Linked DNA regions of Mus musculus: all the other regions are linked to region 4. The links are chromatin contacts, called in public ChIA-PET and HiChIP or PLAC-seq maps. All regions are on one chromosome and are shown on one strand. The core of a region is the stretch at or near the end of the contact, and the rest is flanking DNA. Distances in the headings are between cores, read along the strand shown. Region 1 holds the start of Il20ra (interleukin 20 receptor, alpha). Region 2 overlaps Map3k5 (mitogen-activated protein kinase kinase kinase 5). Region 3 overlaps Map3k5 (mitogen-activated protein kinase kinase kinase 5). Region 4 overlaps Gm20139 (predicted gene, 20139).

What was found. ChIA-PET counts read pairs in DNA pulled down with a chosen protein or histone mark. HiChIP or PLAC-seq counts read pairs in DNA pulled down with a chosen protein or histone mark.
Region 1: a contact with region 4 is called in an RNA polymerase II ChIA-PET map of memory CD8 T cells, with 28 read pairs. The contact joins the promoter of Il20ra here to the enhancer-like site in region 4. A contact is called at or near these places in 5 of 115 datasets of contacts at active chromatin or transcription factors (T-cell acute lymphoblastic leukemia, astrocytes, bone marrow-derived macrophages and 2 more) and 1 of 9 other capture datasets (liver).
Region 2: a contact with region 4 is called in a FOXA1 HiChIP or PLAC-seq map of pancreatic cancer cells. The contact joins two enhancer-like sites. A contact is called at or near these places in 2 of 115 datasets of contacts at active chromatin or transcription factors (bone marrow-derived macrophages and pancreatic cancer cells).
Region 3: a contact with region 4 is called in an RNA polymerase II ChIA-PET map of memory CD8 T cells, with 37 read pairs. The contact joins two enhancer-like sites. A contact is called at or near these places in 2 of 115 datasets of contacts at active chromatin or transcription factors (memory CD8 T cells and pancreatic cancer cells).

Annotation. Positions count from the first base shown.
Region 1 is chr10:19,711,237-19,714,377 of GRCm38.p6, forward strand. Il20ra (interleukin 20 receptor, alpha) reads left to right here and starts at 1,351. Exons shown (of 7, transcript NM_172786.2): 1 at 1,351-1,494. The coding sequence starts at 1,398. All of the region lies in intron 1 of Gm33332 (a long non-coding RNA gene), which reads right to left.
Region 2 is chr10:20,122,167-20,125,683 of GRCm38.p6, forward strand. It overlaps Map3k5 (mitogen-activated protein kinase kinase kinase 5), which reads left to right. Exons shown (of 30, transcript NM_008580.4): 24 at 2,786-2,971. Among named protein-coding and RNA genes, the nearest start is that of Map7, 47 kb to the right of the region's middle. Within about 2 kb of position 1,410, at least 129 of the 459 cell types and tissues checked have an H3K27ac peak or open chromatin away from gene starts, as enhancers often do. A contact at or near this core is called in bone marrow-derived macrophages and pancreatic cancer cells, where this site is marked.
Region 3 is chr10:19,998,381-20,001,673 of GRCm38.p6, forward strand. It overlaps Map3k5 (mitogen-activated protein kinase kinase kinase 5), which reads left to right. Exons shown (of 30, transcript NM_008580.4): 2 at 2,186-2,325. Among named protein-coding and RNA genes, the nearest start is that of Map3k5, 66 kb to the left of the region's middle. Within about 2 kb of position 1,536, at least 41 of the 459 cell types and tissues checked have an H3K27ac peak or open chromatin away from gene starts, as enhancers often do. A contact at or near this core is called in memory CD8 T cells, where this site is marked.
Region 4 is chr10:19,184,442-19,187,781 of GRCm38.p6, forward strand. The region is part of intron 2 of Gm20139 (predicted gene, 20139); the gene reads left to right. Among named protein-coding and RNA genes, the nearest start is that of Gm20139, 44 kb to the left of the region's middle. Within about 2 kb of position 1,715, at least 168 of the 459 cell types and tissues checked have an H3K27ac peak or open chromatin away from gene starts, as enhancers often do. A contact at or near this core is called in T-cell acute lymphoblastic leukemia, bone marrow-derived macrophages, effector CD8 T cells and 2 more, where this site is marked.

The DNA.
Region 1 (3,141 bases), core at 101-2,600, 530 kb after region 4:
AGCCTAAGAGAACAGGCTGTAGACTATCTCCCAAGAAATATGTGTGTAAGTTGAAAAAGCAAGGTAGCTGTCTGCTTGAGCTAGCTCCTTTAAGGCTATGAATGAGTCATATTTAAACAGAAATGCATACATGTCCTAACATTGATATAAAAAGAATATGTTGCTATCATACTGTCTTCTTACTTTTTTCAGGGATTACATATGAATCAGTAAGAGCCCAGTTTGTGCAGGAAAGGAAAGAAACATGACAGTTAACAGGCAGATGTCAGAGAACCGATCACTGAGAAAAGAAGTCGAAGTTTGAAACTAGTAGCTACTGATTGCAGTTTCCACTCCTAAGGCTGGAGAAACAAAAGGAAGACATGACTACACAGAAGATAAAGGAATTTCACTAAATGGAGATTTGGACCCATGAGAATTGGGTCCAGCCAGCGAGGCAAATTCTTCGTGTATCTGAAGAAGCTGGAAACTAGGACAGCTAACAGGTCCTGTCCCTCCTCCTCCAGGGCCCCCTACCGGTGTGAACTAGAAGCACAACTGAATAGCAGGGTCTGCTTTAACCCTCCAGAAGCCTTCAAATCCAATCCAAGACTCTTAGGACTCTTTGAGCCGGAAAAAAAACAGGAGTGAAAACAGGAGTGTAAGGCATTCTAAAAACGGCTGCATCTCTGACTGCCTCCACCACAAAAGGGGTTCTTTGTTCGTCTGTTTTGTTTTCTTTTAGTTATTGAGACTCTTCTAGATGTCTGTTGATTCAATTTTAGGGCTATTTCTCTTTATTTGTGCATTTGCAACAGGAGTCTATGGAGGAAAGAGAGAGTCTGCCTGAAGTACATGGTTAATTTGTTTCTTTTCGCATTGTGTTTAATGTTTACAGCTACCTAGAAAGGAGGAGCCCTGAGGTCTGCTTGCACATCTCTGTCACAGTGTTCCCTGGCTTTTCCTTTCTTTCTCTTAGCTGGGGGATGGCCCTCTCCCATTTGGGAGACTTCTATTGTGTTTTGAGGTTGCATCTGCTCTTCTGTAAAATGCAAAGATACCTGACTTCGGGGTGTGGGGAGGAAATCTCGACTAGGGTAAGCAGCATGCCTAACAGTAAGTTGAGAAATATGTACCTATTTCACCCTTCCAGCTTCTTCCGGGATGAAACCTGACATTTCAAGTGAATGATAAGACTCTGCTGTACTGAGTCAGAGCTCATCGGCTTCTCCATCACCCCCTGAAGCCTGTGTGGACTCAGAACTGAAACCCAGACAGCCACCCTCGCGTGGACTCCCTGCAGGGGGAGCTGGTTGTGCACAGCAGACTCTGGGCTCCATCGCCCGGGTCTCGCTGTTGCAGAGGAGCCCCGGGGAGGCCACGCCGCGTTCCCGAGATGTGACCCGAACTGACAGCCCATGCACACTCCCGGGACCCCGGCGCCGGGCCACCCGGACCCGCCGCCACTGTTGCTGCTCACGCTGCTTCTGCTGCTGGCCGCTTCGGGACGCGCAGGTAGGAGAGTCGCTCCTCTCGGCAAGGGCTACCTGGCAGGAGCCTGAAAGGGTCCACGCCGGGCTCCAGCTTGCTGAATCCGAGCTGGGGTTGGGGGGTACAGGGGTGGTAGTAGCCCTCCTGAGTGGCCCAAAACTTGTACCTCGAAACTGGTGACAGTGATGGCAAGGGGCGGCTCGCACTAAAACCTTGGCAAGTCCAAGATTCATAGCCTGTGGGAGCTTGGATCAGAGTTTGGAAAAGCCAAATCAGCCCCAAAAGGGTAAGCCACATCCCGTTTTCCTGGCAATCCTGACGTGTGCGTATACGTACTTCTGAGAAATAACAAAGCATAAAACAGTAAGACATAAAGCACTAGAAGGATTTTCTCTGTTGTTTTAAAGTTTAAACCGTAACCGCTGGAATTCAGAAAGCCAAGCTGATTCACTTTTTAAAAGTTTCTTTTTCTTTCTTTTTTTTTCCTTCTTTCTGTTTTTCTGCCATATAAAAACATACTCTTTAAAAAGCAAGGTATCTCAGCAAGGTATCTCACGGTTTCAATTAAAGACAACAGCCACAAAGCTTCCCAAAATATCAATTGTAATTTTATAAAATTGATTCAAGCACCTGTGCTCCAGCCTGGAAAAACCAGCGAGTGGGGAAAAAAAGTGAGACCTCAATCAGAGAAAACATGATGCTCACTACCTTTCAGAGGCCGGAAGCATGCACGCTGGCCTTGGAGCGGTTTCTGAACCGTGTAGTCTATACAAGAAGATTATTTTCTAAGTTCTAAATTTATGCAAGTATATGGTTATATTTTAATAATCCAAGATAAGCCAAATGTGAAAAGGCTTATTCAAATATCCCTGATATGAATTCATTTTCTGTTTTTAAAGCACAGTTGAAGTTTATTATAAAAGGTCTAGACAGAGATTTAAGTATGGTCATCAAGGGGGATGAGAGACAAGCATATGTATACACACATATACACACACATATACATATACATCTATATGAATGATTACGGGAAGATCTCTGCATACAGTGAGTGCAATAGAGCTACCATACTGAACTTGCTTGGTGTTAATGTGAGAAATAAAACTTGCTCACTAACTGGGCAAAATGATATTAGAAGGCAGCAATACTCCTAACTTAACAGCAAAATCTAAAGCAAACACACGCACACATAAACACACACACACACACACACACACACACCACTGGGCTTTTTTTGATCTATGAGACCCAGCATTTAGCATGGGACCGACCTCCACACGTACTTCATGAATACAGGAAAACCAGTTAGAAGGTATAGTAGGTGCTTGGATACCGTTCCTACACTTAACCACTGAACCCATGGATAATCTTCACTTCTGCGCGAATATGGACTTTTAAGAACTGTATAACACTAGCATTCATGAATAGATAATAGTTTAACTTTGGGACTGCTTTTGCACAAAATTCAGAGCTATACAAGTGTTGATAGGATCAGGCTGAATTATCCCAGGACACCCAAAGAGAAACAACATTGCATGTGGCATCAACATTTTATACACATTTTGATGTTTCATTTAAGGTACACCACTACGGGAATTTTGAATGTCCCCATTGTTCCCTAAGGGTTACATTGCGTAACACTATTAATGACTCCCTGCCTCTCTGGGCAGA
Region 2 (3,517 bases), core at 160-2,659, 940 kb after region 4:
CCTCCAGTTTACGGCTGATGTTCCAGCTTGGGGCAAGGGGGATACATAGTTAGGAGCTTGGATTAAGTTTGGGCTTGCCTTAGTCAGAGTCCTGGCTCCATCACTTCAAGGCTGTGCCATCTGAGTAAGATACTGACCTCCTCAGAGCCTGAGCTGCTTCACAAAGACTCATGTGCCATTGCTGACAGGAGTCACTGAGTCATGGGAAATTTAGGTCAAAATAAAAAACACTGTACAAATGCGAACTTGTTACCGCCAACCAACCTAATAATAGTTACCTAGTTTCTTTTTTTATTCCACAACCAGAGAGAAATAATTTCTCCCCCGCCCCACACATAACGTTTTTATTGATTCTCTGAGAGTTTCACATCCTGCACCTTGATCACAATCCTTTCTATGTAGACATTATTTTCTTAATGTTTTAAAACCTTTCTAGAGAAATATTTACATTTCATTCTACACTACAGAACAAACCCAAAGGGAATTGATTATCGGTTAGGTCCTTAGTCTATTAACCCATGAAAAGCTTTAATTTTTGGGTGTGTGTATCTCGTATGTGTGTGTTGTGTGTTCTGAAGTATATTATGGGATGTATGTTGCATGCACACAAGTGTGCAGGTGCATGCACACGTGGAGGTCAGAGGCTGGCCTTTGTCTTCCTCTGTTACTCTCTGACTTACTAACCTTAAGACCGTGTCTCTCACTGACCCGGAAGCTTGCTCTCTCAGCTAGGCTGACTGGCCAGTGCACTCTCGGGATCCACCAGTCTCTGCCTCATGATGCTGGGGTTACAGGCAAGTGAAGACAAGACCCCTCTTTCCGCGAGTGATAGGTCCTCATGCTTTCAAGAGAGTGTTCTTACCCACTGAGCCGTCTCCCTGGCCCCAGTTTTTATTGATTACAGTTTAACTTCTTTAAACTGTATCTCACCTTTCACAAATCGCTGACAGTTTAAGGAATAAAGACTAGGGAGAGGGTTCGGTGGACAAGAGCACTTTCTGTGAAAACGAGGAGCAGAGTTCAAATCCAAATCTCTAGCACTCATAAAAAGCTGAGTGTGGCGGGGCAGGCCTAGAACTCCAGCCCAAGGGGAGATGGAAGATCCTTGGAGATCATTGAGAGACCTTGCATTGATGTAATAAGGCAGCGAGTAAGAGAGGAAGATAGCCCAATATCTGCTTGTGGCCTTCACATGTGTGCATAGCTGCATATAACACACACACACACACCCCTGTGCACACAAGGCTAGAGAGGGCTTTTGCAGGAAAGCTGTGAATGCTGAATTTGTGGGAAAGGCTCACTGTCGAATGCTGCCATTGTTCTGAGGCAGGTTTACCCTGCAGAACATGCTGTCTCAGAAAGGAAAGCCCTCGAATGAGCTGACACAGAGGGGCGGGAGTTAGGGCAGAAATGATGATGACTAAGCGGATGTGGTAGCCTGGACGGGAAGCATTTCCCAGGGTAGAGACTGTGCTGTGTAGGACAGCCACACGCGCATCCAGGCAACATGCTGCTGCTGCTGCTGCTTTAAAGACAAAGCTGATGTCAAAAATAAATGCTTGCTCTCCTAGCAGTTCGCTCTCCTGATATTTCCCGGTGTTAGGAAGTTGCCTGTGAATCCTCCCTCTGGCTGTCATTCAGTTTGTGATGAGAAAAACACAAAGAGTGTAATTGTTCTCAGTGTAATTTTCAAATGTTTCTTTAATGACAGCCTTTAGGCCTTTCAATTTAGACTTTTCTCATGAGAACTTAAACAGGGGACCAAGCTCCCAAATCAAGAATATATGTGGAGAAGGTGAGGGTGTGTTTTGAAATTTTTCATGGAATTCTAATGATGGGAATTTTATTGGCCTGGTGGAGAAACTTAATTTTAATAATACAGTTAGAAAATGCAGTATGAACTAGAAATTAGCTTAATAAAAATTCTTGAAGTTTAATGAGGATTAGGTTTTCTTTACAGGCTCAGTGTGCCTTGCTCACATTAAAATAAAATAAAATAAAATAAAATAAAATAAAATAAAAATCACTTTGAAAGAGAGGTCTATTTAAATATGTGAACGTTTCCTTGGTTTGTTTTTTATAACTGATTACCCAGTTGTTGTTAAGGTGGGGTTCCAATGGTGGTGTCTAACCTGGCCCCTTTTACGACAGGGAGTTGACTTTAAAGGCCATGGAAGGGCCAGGCACACCTTTTGATAGATACACACAGCCAGGAGAGAGGTAGCCGGCTGGTACCCAGCTGAGCCTGGCCTAGAGAACCATGGTGTGTGAGTCCGGAAGACAGAAAGCTCCACGGTTCCTTCCATCTTTGCTCTTGCTTGGCTGCTGCTGTTCGTCTTGTGCTGCTCGTCTCTGCTCTATCTTCTTCTCTTTCCATTGTCATTCTCGACTCCCCTGCATCTACTCCCGTGTCCTTGGGTGCACCCCGACCCTGGGTTGTGACCTTTCTGCAGGCAGACTCGGAGATTAAGATTCCATGGCTCCGTGCCCCTCTCTCACCTTAGTGTCCAATTAAAATTCCCAACAGCAGGATTCTCACCGCCTCAACCTATCCCCATCTGGGCACAGCCCAAATGTGCCCTGGCTACCGACCAGCGTGGGCGTACGGCTGTTTCTCCAAAGACTGGTTACTTCTGGCAGCAGTGATGGCTACTAAGGGGAGCCACAGGGTTCAAAGCATGTTGGGGAAGGCCTCTCGGAGCAAAGGTCTTCTGAGAAAAGACTGAGAAGGGGGAGCTCGCGTGGAGTACAGAGTGACTGAGGCCCTGTCGGGTTTTATTTTCAGGGTGCTGAAGAGCCTAAACTAAAGTGGGAACACATCACAACCCTCATCTCGAGCCTCAGAGAGTTTGTGAGGTCCACTGACCGAAAAATCATAGCCACTACACTGTCCAAGCTCAAGCTGGAGCTGGACTTCGACAGCCACGGCATCAGCCAGGTGCAGGTGGTCCTCTTTGGCTTCCAGGATGCGGTAAGTGCACGGGCCGCCATTTCCCCACAAACTCTGCTCAGGGTCGGTTGGTTATAGAAATGGGATACAGTTCAAATTCTGTTCCCTCTCATTTACTCGGTAAACTGCATTCTCTTCGGATGACAGATGTGAGGTATTTATTGAGTTCCCTCAAAGATAAGAGACTCACACAGCTGAACCACCATGGGAAACAGCAAGGCTTACAGACATTCATTCCCAAGACTGGGTTTCTCCTTAGGATCATGTGTGGGCCTCTAAAGCATAGTGCACATTAGTCGTGTTTTGTAATGCTGAACAAGAAGTGCCATCTAGTGGCCACTGAGAGAAATGCACTGTTACACCTGGGAATGCTCAGTGTTGAAATGCTCTCTCTCCCCTCAGCCCCCAAGGCTTTTCTCTGGTTTCCATATAGGACATTCTTAACAAGTTCATTTCGTAAATATCCACTATTTTCCCACCATAAATATAGTTTGGAAAACAGGCAGTTGGTGAGTGGAAACTACTCGTGATCTAATGAGAGATCACTGACAGTCTTATGCAAGACAA
Region 3 (3,293 bases), core at 286-2,785, 810 kb after region 4:
AAATGGTATAAGTTGTATGATTCATGTTGATTATGTTCAGGCAAAGGCAACATTATGGGGACAGTGATTGGATGGCAATCACCAGGAGATGTCATTAGCTTGGGGCACTAACTGCAAAAGGACAAACTGAGAGAAGACGCTGGAGGGAGGGGAATAATATTCTGTATCATACACAATACAAAACAAGTCACCCATCTGGATATAAAATTGGGCGAAGCTAAGCCACTTTTGAGTTGCTGTTTTGTATTACTGGATTTTAAAATTAGACCAATAAGAAAGTGTTACTGTCTTGGTTAGCTTCCCCAGATGGATCTCTTCATTCCTTGGTGTTGGAATCTAATGAATAGACCCCATTTTATTTACATCATCTATCTTTAATACCTAGTTCTTCTCTTCATCGGAAAACCTACCGCAGTGTTTTCATTTGATTTTATCACCACATTCCAAAGTCTTTGTCTGGAAGCCTTCCTCTTCTATTACGTTAACTTTCTTTTTTCTTTTGCAAATCTCCTAATTCCTCATTATCCAGTGTTCTGTCTGGCTTCCTTTAGCCCCACTGTAGGCTCCGTCTGTGACCGACTGTGGAGTGCAGGTGCCTAGGGGAGGCAGAAGTCTTGTCTGGGCAGCAGGAAGATAGCTAGCTGCATGATGGAATCTGATGATCTATTTGTTTCCTGGGTTGATTTTCATGTAGGAACCCCCGAAGAAAAGGCATGGTTTATGGTTCTTGCAGTCAGTGTTAGCTTCGAGGGCAGGGGCTTTGGAAGCAGCCTTTTCAACAGTAAGTCTGTCTTTTGCTTCTGTTGTGTCTGACTTACTATTTCAACTCACCAGTAAGTCAGAACCTACATGTTTGAAGTTATATCCCCAGCACCGCAGAAAAGAGAAAGAGAACCTTCGTTTTATTTCCTGTCTTACCTTCAGTCATGGTGAATCTCTGATTTACGAACCGGTGGTCATAAGAGAGAGAGTAAGACGGGATAGGGAGTGTGAAAAGCAGAAGGTTTTACCATGATTTACATTGTGGTGTGTACATTGCCAGCTACTTTTTAATTTATATACCTATAGAATACCTGTGTTATTTTTTAGTGCATCAAACTTGGAACTTCCCCCATTTCTAAGCAGTTTTTTGGCTCACGGTTTTTGGTGGCTACCTGATGTGTTGAAATTGTTAATGTTTGTGTGTAATGGACAGCTCTGTTGTTCTGTAAGGACCTATCTAGCTACTTTCAAATTAAATTTCTATTGACACTTAAAACATGAGGTTTCATTATGGCAGTTTTCAAATGAAGCTTGTTTTTAGTGATTGTCATAGCTACTTCTCTGCCTGCAGGACTCCCAGGTCCCCTGCTTCTTCCCTTGCTAGGACCCCCATAACTGCCTTTACTGTTTTATGTCACATATGACCTTCTGCTCCCTTCTGCAGCCTCCTACCTCAGACTTAGTTTCATTGCTGCATCCCCTCCTCCCTCCTCCCTCTCCCTTCCCCTCCTCCCTCCCTCTTCTCCTCCCCCACTTCCCCTTCTCCTCACTCCCCATGCACATGTTTGGTACATCGAGTTAGTTTCTCTTACACATCTTTATTTGTATGTGTGAATGAGTTGGAGAGTAATTTCAGTTTCATTCCTGTGACATATTTTCCAGTTCTGGCATGGGGTTTTTGTTACTCGATAAGAGGTGTCATAGAGTTTTGGAATATTTGCATCTGTGATTATATTATTCTTCTTCGTCATATTCTATACCTTATTTTTTCCCTTGATCATAATTGCCACAAGCTGACCATATATTAATTAATAATTAATTTTAAAGATAGTTATAGACTAATGAACTTATATTTTTAAAAAAACCTATGTTTGTGACTGCAATCGTCTATGGATCTTTTGGACTTTTTTTTTTAACCTTGTAAACTTATTGTACCTTATTGTAACTTGACATTGAACAGGGCCTCAGCTGCCACTTCTAACCATCACAGGCTTTCTGTGATTTGCAATACATGTTTGATTTCTTTCTTTAATAAAAGTACAGGTTTGTTGAACTTTTAAAAACCCACTTCCAGTCGAGCTACATTTAAAATTTGGTGGTAAACAGAGAGGGAAAATCCCTTCCATTTCCTCATTTGAACACTGAGTTCTTACTGGGCATGGTACAGGTGTTATCCCTTGGTGACTCTGTTTTCTGCTCACAGATATTGCTGTGGTGGAGATGAGCGACGCCTTCCGGCAGCCTTCCTTGTTTTACCATCTTGGAGTGCGAGAAAGCTTCAGTATGGCCAACAACATCATCCTCTACTGCGATACTAATTCCGATTCACTCCAGTCCCTGAAGGTAACCCCCGCCCCTTCACACAGCATTTAACTTCAACACTGTCAGTGAGGGGCACATTGCTGTCATCCAAAACATTTGAAGTAGCTTACATTTATGAAAAGTTAATTCTGTCCATAAGATAATTAGGCAAGGAAGTCTACTCGCCTTGTGAGGTCTATCTAATTGAATATAAAAATGTGAATTGTTTGGTTTCAGGCCCAGGAATAAGGGACTAGGGTGCATATTTTACCTATCAAAGAAAACCTGGCCTCCAGGTTCCCCCAGCATCCCTCAGTTCCTGCCTAGCATACCTACCCCCATCCCTGAACTTTCTAGCCCAGGGGCTGGGCTGCCCTTCCTCCAGAGGCTCCTCCTTCTATAATCCAGACCTCTCCCTACCCCTTTCTTCTCCCCCTTTCCTCTGCCTCCCCCTTCCCCTCCTCTCTCTTCCTCCCCCTCCCCCTCCTCTCTCTTCCTCCCCCTCCCCCTCCTCTCTGTCTCTGTCTCCCTGCACCCTTTCTATCTTTGTTTACACCCCCCACCCCCCCACCCCACCCCCGCCTCCTTCCTAGGGCCCTGGATTCCTCCTGAGAGCAGCTTCCTAGTAAACCTCCCTTTAACATACTCTAATCTGGCTTGAATGGGCTCATTTCACTGGCAGAAAAATAACCTATTATACCCAAGTAGAAAAACTTAGTGTTAGTTTCTGAGTTCCAGGTCAAGTCTCAGTCCATAAGATGGTTACTAAGAAGTCCTCAGCAATTAATGGTAGCATGTGCTGGAATCTCAGCTAACAACATCTTTAGGCAGGACGATTGTGAGTTCTAGGTCCGCCTGGGCTACATAAAAAGAGATCCTGTCTCAGAACTCCAAAACCAAAACAAGCATCCTACAGTAACAGAACTCAAAACAGGCTGAAGCCTTCAGTCCAGACCTCTGAGAAAGAAAGCCCAAACGCTATATGCTAGGCCTGGCTGGCCACCAGGACG
Region 4 (3,340 bases), core at 465-2,964:
TGTGTCTATGTGACAGGGGCCTGGTGCCCCAAGCAGGCAAAGCTCCTACCATCCCTTCAGGTCTCTGGGGCTTCCAATCCTTTAGCTCAAGGGAGGACCAGGCTACCTCTCACAGTCCACTGCTTATAAAATCACAGTATATTCCTTATAAAATCTTCATGGTAACCTGAGGCTGTTCCTGGACAGCTGTTCTCTCTATTTTATCTTCCTGGGTCCCTTAAGACATTTACATTTTAACCCTAGATCTATTTGTTTAACCAGATAGTAGATTCTTCTAAGCTAAAATTTAAGACATAGGACACCATAAACATGCTTTAGCCCTTGGGGGCTGAGGATTGTGGGTATTGTTGGGTATGTGAGAGTTACTATAAAGATGAGTAAGTCTGGTTCCCCTCCCCGCATTGTTCTCCAGTCTTTGATGGGACCCTTTACTCAGTTTCTGCTTCATGCCATTCAGATCTTTTACACAGTCTACTCATTAAATGACACTTTTAGGTGGTTATGGTCTTGTTGATGTTGAACTACAGATAACGTAGAAGCAAAAAGCAGACAGGCCGTCCACGGCAGAGCTAAGCAAGTTGTTTTGACCGTAACCCACAGCAGATGTTACCGTCAGGACTCTGTGTACTGTGATGTACTCTGATCTAGTCCCTCCCCATCCCATGATGCTTGCTACGGCCTACAGAGTTGAGTTCTCAAGCAAAACTGTGCTCCGTTTCATGTGCTCTGTGGTTTATGAAGCTCAAATAGCCAGGTTTAAGAAGTTTTGGTTTCTCTTAAGAAATATCTGGTGTCACTCATGGAGGCTCACACCTCCTGTAATTCTACCACTTGGGAGACTAAGACGGAAATAGTGCTGAGATTTCAAGGCCAGCCTGGATCTTAAAACACCAAAGCAGTTGTTTTTATTTGTTTTGTTTTGCTTGTTTGTTTGTTTCATTGGTTGGGTTTTTTTTTTTTTCTCCTTATTATGAAGACTCCTTATCTATTCATCAGTTGGGATCTCTTGTCATATTCTCTCTCTCTCTCTCTCTCTCTCTCTCTCTCGGTTTAGTATCTTGAGTTAGGGCCTTACTGAGTATTCACGATCCTCCTGCCTCAGTCTCCTGAGTGCCAGGATTTCAAGTGTATGATACCATGTCTAGCTTGGCCAGAGCTTTTTGTTTTAAAATACAGTGTCGTGGATAGAGGAGACAGTTTTGCTCTATTGGAGTCTTATCTACTGAAACTTTTCTACTCGCAGTGGAGTCCTGGAACTGGAGAGAAATTCCGAGGGCAGGTCAGAAGCCTCCACTCCAGGGTGTCCCAGTTAAACCTTTCCAGGTTTAGACTGGGAATCCTGATAAAGTAAGTCACAAAAACGTTAGCTCTTTTCTCTTTTCAACATGCCCCTCTGCACAGCACTGGCCTCCAGCGTGGTTTACCAGCGATCAGCTTGCTGAAGTTTTGATGTCCCTGCAAAGTGCCCAGGTGGCTTGTTTTACTTTGTTTTGAGTTCCCCTGGCGTTCCTTCCAGGTCGCAGTTGCACGGTTGATTTGTTGACTGTGGTTTGAGGTCAATAAGAAGCTTATTCTAGAGAAAGGTGGAGAGAAAACAAAACAAAACAACCACCCAAGATTCAATTGCCCGCGTCAAACAGCTGAGGAAGCTGAGTGTTGTCAGTGGTCGTGAAAAGGAAGAGTGACGTCACTCATTGGTGAAGCAGAGTCGTGTGCTGCCATCTATTGGTAATTCTGTAAAACTGCAGGGTTTAAGCTTTTAATGCCACTTGTTTTAAAACTATCTTGGGAGTGGGGGAGAACTAAGATTCATTTCACCTGCTCTCTAAAGTTCTCCTTCCCAAGCAGCCTAGATCTAGTTAAAGACACTGTGGCTGGCAATGACCTATCTTTAACCCGGAAGAAGCTCCTCAATACGGGAGACCAAAGGGACGGGGGGAATTCCCACACCGGCTCCTGACTGTCCAAGCCGACACACTTCCCCTTCAGGATGGTTTGAGGGAAGAAGAGCCTGTCTGCACGTCTGAGAGATTTCAAAGAACACTCTGTTCTTATCCTTCAGATCTCTGATTGCTTCATGGGCTTTCTGAGAGCGTGTGCAGAGGGGAGCTTTTACACCAAACAAAACAGCTCCTGGGTGTTTGATGCCTGATGCTTCTACGTTCTCCAGTGTCTGGATGGTTTGTCTTTGAGTGAAAAAGGACATTGCATTCCCACCACTTCCATTATCAAAGAGGCTCAGTTCATTCACAAAAGGAAATTGATGCCTAAATAAAGTTAACAGAATTCTATGTTTAAAGGGTTTACACTGGAAAAAATAATCACTTAGTGGCAAATACAATTTAACTAATTAGGCAACTATGTATACTTGTGAGATTTATTTCAAGGGAAATGAATGGCCATGGTTCTGTGGTTCTGTGTGTTTGTGTGTGTGTGTGTGTGTGTGTGTGTGTGTGTGTGTGTGTTTGTGTGTGTATAGATAGATAGATAGACAGACTCTTCTTGTTGGATGCTCAGATACATAAATGAGCAATGAAATTAAAATCTTTAGCCCTAAAGCCACAACAGTAGGAACTGGTAATAAGTAGTTAGGTGGAAGCATGCAGGGAAGGAAGGTGTGTGGAGGGGCAGGTCACCATTTTTTTGGGGGGGGGGGGTGATCAAGGTGTGCCTTAGGAAAACTGCATCTGAACAGAGACTCCAAGTGTGTGGAAGAGTTAATCTTGTAGGCATGAATAGGAATATACTAGATGTGGGGGTCAGAGGGAGTTTGTGCAAAGGACCCAGGCTGTGTCTGGAATGGTAGTCTGAGACAGTGTTCATGGTAGTACAGAGGGACAGGTTGGGCAACTCCTCTTGAGGAAGCTGTCTTGCCCTTCCTCCTCCAGCAGTAAGACTTACACCCAGGGCTTCATGCACGCACGCTGGGCAAGCAAATCTACTAAGCTATACTATAACTTTGGGTTTTAGTCTTAAGTGCAAGGAGTCACTACTGTCTTAAACCAAGGAACCCTGTAATTTTGCACAGCTCTTACAAGAGTTACTCCAGCTGGCCCTTTTAGATAGAAAATAGGCAAATAGGCAAGGTAGGAGATCCATAGGAGACCTAAATTCAGTCAAGCTAGGGACACTGTTGGCTTGCACTGCATTTATAATGGGGTAGGGGGTTGAGAAATGATGAGATTCTGTACGTCAAAATTTAATGACAGATTCATGAGAGCTATGCAAAAGAGTGGTCCAGGACACAAAAACCCCAGGATTTTTTGTCCTGAGCACTGGCAGAAAACTGGCACCATATGGATCTGGGAGATGGCTAGGCAACCCTTACATGCTAGACACA